2 separate regions of the Ovis aries genome follow, and region 1 is linked to region 2. The links are chromatin contacts, called in public Hi-C maps. All regions are on one chromosome and are shown on one strand. The core of a region is the stretch at or near the end of the contact, and the rest is flanking DNA. Distances in the headings are between cores, read along the strand shown.

Region 1 (2,725 bases), core at 62-2,561, 550 kb after region 2:
ATATTTGAAGGACTAGAAATGACAGGCCAGTATTGATGAAAGCACAGTGCTGAGGGCTTGTTTTGCTCCCGCTGCAAATACTTTCATGGATATAGCTGTTGGATAAACTGACTTTAATGTCCTAAAGTTATCAAAAATAATAAGCAAACAAAACCAAAAATTTAAAAATAAGCAAAACCAAACAAAAATTAATAATGATGACAGGAAAGGAAGACTTCAGGTTCAACACTGTGCTTTGATATACAATCTGTTTATCTCCTCTGCTTCCCAAGACCCCACGGAAGTGGTTGTATAGGATAGCGCAGTTCTTTCTCATAAAGTACGTCTCCTGGACTAGTTGATTGTTTTAGTTATGTTAGTGTACAATTTAATTAAAGCATAAACAAGGACTTCTACGGTTTTTAGAAACACCCATGTTTTGCCCAGCAAGAATGAAAGGGGAGATTCCTAAATGGATGGTGACTATCTTCTCAGTAACTGACTAAAGAAATAAACGAGGGGGAGATATAAAGAGGTCACCGTGAAAGTGCTCAATCAGGTGACTGCAAGAGCAGCATTTCTTCAGTTGCATGGACTCAAGGGCATCATTGTACATTTGAGACCCCACTAGAGTTATCCAATTAGGTAACTATTACAATGTCACTGCTAATTCTGGGATGAAAGAAATAAAATCTAATTCTTGCACTTCCAAGGAAAGGGATTTTTCAACCACATCAGGGCCAGGGATTGAACTTGAAATTCTGCTAACACAAAACTGAACCATTCCATTTCACTAGAGTAGGAAGTCAGCTCAGAATAGAATTTTGTCTAATTTTTACCCAAAGAAATTTTCCTGGGAACATAAACCTGTCTGCATGCTAAGATCATTGAATTTTACAAACACCAGATGAAATTTTGGAAGAGGAAAAAATATTCATTTTATTTTTCTTTTTTGCACCATTTAGCAAATCCACTGGCCACTCAATTACTTTAATTAGTTCTCCCAAACAACATCAGAAGATAAACACAAGGTCCGATTGATTACTCCTACTTAGATGAAGAATTGTGAATTATTTAGTTTGGCTCTGAGACCTCGTTTTATATGTGCACGTGTATACCCACTTGTACCAACATCTAGTAAATCGGCTTTAGTTTTAAAAATAATCTGGCAGTCAAGCAGTACATCACACAAGCAAAGACTGCTCGTGTGAAGACAGACCCCTGGTGGCGAATGTGTGGAACTGCAGCCCAGGAAAGAATTTGAGCATGTCTTTTTTTCACCCCCCATTCCCCCTCCTGCTTTCTGGGTACAGACTGCTGTTGACGGTGGACATACTGCAGCTGTAGGGAAGTGAGTCTCAAGCTCAAGTCAAGAGATTTCCAGAACAGTTACATCAACTCCATGAAAGCTCCAGGTCACAAGTTCTCTAAATTATTTAGAAAGCCGACCGATGTAGCACGCTAACCATTTTTAAAAGCTACTAAAATCTCTTAACCAAGAAGCAGAACAGGGGCCTCAGTGTTTGAGAGTAAAGTTTAATCTCCACCTAAAAACTTCTGGACTTCCTCTGTCAGGATAATGAGCTTCTGTTTTCTTTGGGGAAGAAAAAAAGAAGTGTCGATTCCTTTGGCACCACAAAAACAAGCTTCTAAATATGGCCTTGCCCCTGAAACGACCCTGTCTAACTGCTTTTCTGCAAATGGAACTCTGTGAGACAAAAATACGTAACTGAAAGGAACAGAAAGCCAAACCCCACTTTCTTGCTGCTCCTGGCTCCTGGTTTTATTCTCTACTGTGAAGTGTGAAGATAAACTTCTAGAAACCTAAAGAGAATAGTTCTTGAACTTCCTCCTGGTGTACTTGGTTTCGACAGATGATGGAATCAAATCTCGGACCCTCGCTGTCAATCTTTGCACGAGTAAGTAAGGAGGAAAGGCATAGTAGTGTCTTCTGCTTGGATCAAGGTGATGATAAAGTGATCCAGTGCAGAGCTGGGAAAGTCTCTGATGTCCCCTCAACCTACCCCAGAAGAAGGCATCTTTAGTCTAATGGGCTGACTTCATGAGACAAAATGCCAGTCACTGCTGCACATGAAATGGCAAGATATTGTGGTCAGGACGGCCTTTGCTATGTACCAAGCACTGTGTCAAGTCACATCACATGTGTCTGAGGCTGGCACTGATGGACACAGCCTCAGCATTTTGTCCTGGTGAGTAGAGGGCTGAAGTCTCCGTTTCTGAGCCTCATCCAGGTGTGCCATCCTGTTTCTGACACACACATGTGTACGTATATACACATGTGTGCATGCGTGCTAAATCGTTCCGGTCACGTCCGACTATTTGAGACTCCATGGACTGTAGCCTTCCAGGCTCCTCTGTCCATTTGCGCATCATAATGCGAGAATAAAGGCCTTCCCAGATATGCAGAGGCCAACTGTTCAGCATTTTTACTTGCTATCATAGAGAAGAGTAGGAAAAGGTGTCATAAACCCTCTTTTTAACAAGAGAAAACACATTCATTCAGGATGAATAAAGCACTGTACGTCCTTTCCCTCCAACCATCCTCGGTCACAGTGGCCAGAATTTGTGACAAGGACTAGGAGACACCCGAGGAAGAGGTTTCCTACAGCCGCTACAAGAGCTATCATATCATGAGAGGCATTTAAATTCCAGGTACATCGCCCTCTTCCTGAAAACTTTATGAGCACGTGTGTTACAGAGCTCGTATTTTTTCAGATGTTAGGTA
Region 2 (2,712 bases), core at 138-2,637:
ATAGGCATGGCAAATTCAGTTGTCTTCCTGGGTTTCTTTGGTAAAGACCTGTTAGTACTGAAGTGAAATTTTAAAATGCCACAGAAACTTTATGGCAACGATACTGAAAGTTTGGGCAGGAAAATGCCACAGAAGCACGGAAGTTCTATTAGAAGATGCCTGTTAGGACAATCGAAAACAAAAGATTTCGTGGCTTCATTATTAATATCATTTTATTTTCTTCCTGAAAATGTGCAAGAACTCATGTGGGTGGCCTGTGGTTTATTTGGGAGAGGGGTGGGGAAATCCATTCTGACTCTAATTTAAAAGAGAACGAATTCTTAAAATAGAGATGTTGATGTTGCAGAAAACCCCCACTACACCGACTCTGTGCTCCAAAGACCCCAAGTGCGAATAGAAGGCGTCCGCTCCCACTGCAGCTTTTCCTGAGACCAGGCCTAAGGGGTTCCCTGGGGAAACAGTCGCAGCAATGAAAGCAGCATTTAACCCCAAGGAAATCGACTCTTGTGGGCACTTGCAAAACAACGGACGCCACGTGATCGGGGATGTGGCAGAGGAGGGAGGGTGACATTTCCTACAAGGTGCAGCAGAGGAGGGGACGCGCGTGCCGCGCTCCCGGGTTTCGGACGGCGGCCTGTTTTGTTGTCCCTGAGGCTCGAGGGGTGGGGAGGGGAGAAGGTTTGGCTGCTTCCAAGGGAGGCGTTCGGAGACATCCGTTTTATTTTGTTTGAATAGTTACTCGTTCAAGTTGTCAGTGTGTGACAGCTCAGAATAAAGCTCATTTGCGAGCGTCCCTCCTCTCTTCCCTGAGGATCTCCGCGGCCGGGAAGCAGACGAGGTGCTCGTTTGCGGGGGGCGGGGGAGGGCTGCGCGCAATAGCCCAGGGCAGGGCCGCGTGTGGGCCGGGACCTACGAAAGACTGAGCTTGGTAGAGGACACCTACTCTCGGGGATAGAGGCCGACTGGAGAAAAATCGGGCCGAGAGAAGTAAAGAGAGGAGGGGAAACTTGGGCTCCGTCAGCGTTCTAGGAGGCCGGCTTTGTACCCTCGAAAATAGGCAGGAGCACCAGTTTCCTTGAGAGAGCGCTCCAGGAGCGCTGCGGCCAACTCTCCGCGCCTGGTGCTGATTCGGAGCCGTAGAAGTTAGTGGGAGGTTAGGACTCCCTGGAGCAGCAGTTCGGCCCCCTGCTCTTTGCAGAGTGCGCGCCTAACGCAGCTCAGCCCACGCGGCAGCAGCAAACAGTTTGGCGTGGCCGGGGCGTGGCCGAGGGGACGGGACACGCCCCCTTTCCCAGTTCCCCTCCGTTTCCCACTCCCCATTGGTTGCCAGCGTGGCCAATGAGCGCTTGGATCGAGGTCCTACCCCGGGTCTGACTCGAAAGCTCCTGCCAAAACTTTGGGAGTTTTTAGAGAGGAGTTTTTTTTCCCCCCCTCTCTTATTTTTTTTTTTTTTCAAACTAACGGATTATTATTGTTGTTGTTTTAAATTTAGCTCTTAAGGCTTAGCTGTTTGGGTGTTTCTTTCGGTGCCCGATTCCCGTCTCCCCGGCTTCCCTGGCGTTCGTGCAGTCGCGGCCCCCGCCCGCCTAGCCGCTCCAGCGCCCCTGGTTCGCCTTCCAGCCCGCGGGGAGCGCGGGCGCCGCGCCGCCTTTAAAGTGAGGCCAGGGGCCGAGGCTGTGGCCGGCCGGCCGGGATCCGGCCCTCGCCTCCTCCCTCCGTGGCGCTAGGGCTCCCTGGCCTGTCTGCAGTTCGGACGGAGACGAGTAAGCGGAGCGTCCCCGGAGGGGCTGCTGCCTTCTCCCGGACGTAGCCTTCCTCTCCCCGCGCACCCAGCCATCTACCCGGCCGAGCCAGGCCGCGGCGGCCTCTCGGCGCACCCCGCCAGAATGTTCGCCGCCGGGCTGGCTCCCTTCTACGCGTCCAACTTCAGCCTGTGGTCGGCCGCCTATTGCTCCTCTGCCGGCCCTGGCGGCTGCTCCTTCCCTCTGGACCCCGCCGCCGTCAAGAAACCCTCCTTCTGCATCGCGGACATCCTGCACGCGGGTGTTGGGGAGCCTGGGGCGACCCCGGAGGGTCTGGCGGGGGCCTCGGCTGCTGCCCTTACCGCGCACTTGGGATCGACTCACCCGCACGCCTCTTTCCAAGCTGCCGCCAGATCCCCGCTTCGACCCACCCCGGTGGTGGCGCCCTCCGAAGTCCCTGCTGGCTTCCCTCAGCGACTGTCCCCGCTCTCAGCCGCCTACCACCACCATCACCCACAGCAACAACAGCAGCAGCAACAACCGCAGCAGCAACAGCCTCCGCCTCCACCCCGGGCTGGCGCCTTGCAGCCCCCGGCCTCTGGGTCGCGGGTGGTCCCTAACCCCCACCATAGCGGCTCCGCCCCGGCCCCCTCCAGCAAGGACCTCAAGTTTGGAATTGACCGCATTTTGTCTGCAGAATTTGACCCCAAAGTGAAGGAAGGCAACACACTGAGAGGTAGGTCTTGGGAGAGAGGCTGCAGGCCTCTGATCAGGAAACTGACGCACTCGCGGATCCCTAGGGCCGTTTGGGATGCCTTTGAGTGTTTTTAGGATTAAGAACAAGTTGGTAGAATGAGGGAAAAGGAAATGAATTGTAAGGAGACTGTGAAGCATTAGGTTTGAAACTCACTTGCTCTACGTTTTTTGAAAAAAGATAAAAAATAAAAACCACGAAGAACCCAGGGATGCT

What was found. A called contact is a pair of places that touch in the nucleus more often than the background predicts.
Region 1: a Hi-C map of liver shows a contact between it and region 2, with 7 times the contacts expected there. The contact joins the enhancer-like site here to the promoter of HLX in region 2. A contact is called at or near these places in 10 of 16 Hi-C or Micro-C datasets (blood, hypothalamus, liver and 5 more).

What each region holds. Positions count from the first base shown.
Region 1 is chr12:24,126,805-24,129,529 of ARS-UI_Ramb_v3.0, forward strand. No RefSeq gene overlaps it. Among named protein-coding and RNA genes, the nearest start is that of TRNAF-GAA, 130 kb to the left of the region's middle. Within about 2 kb of position 1,312, at least 7 of the 54 cell types and tissues checked have an H3K27ac peak or open chromatin away from gene starts, as enhancers often do. A contact at or near this core is called in liver, where this site is marked.
Region 2 is chr12:23,572,616-23,575,327 of ARS-UI_Ramb_v3.0, forward strand. HLX (H2.0 like homeobox) reads left to right here and starts at 1,388. Exons shown (of 4, transcript XM_027976283.2): 1 at 1,388-2,478. The coding sequence starts at 1,887.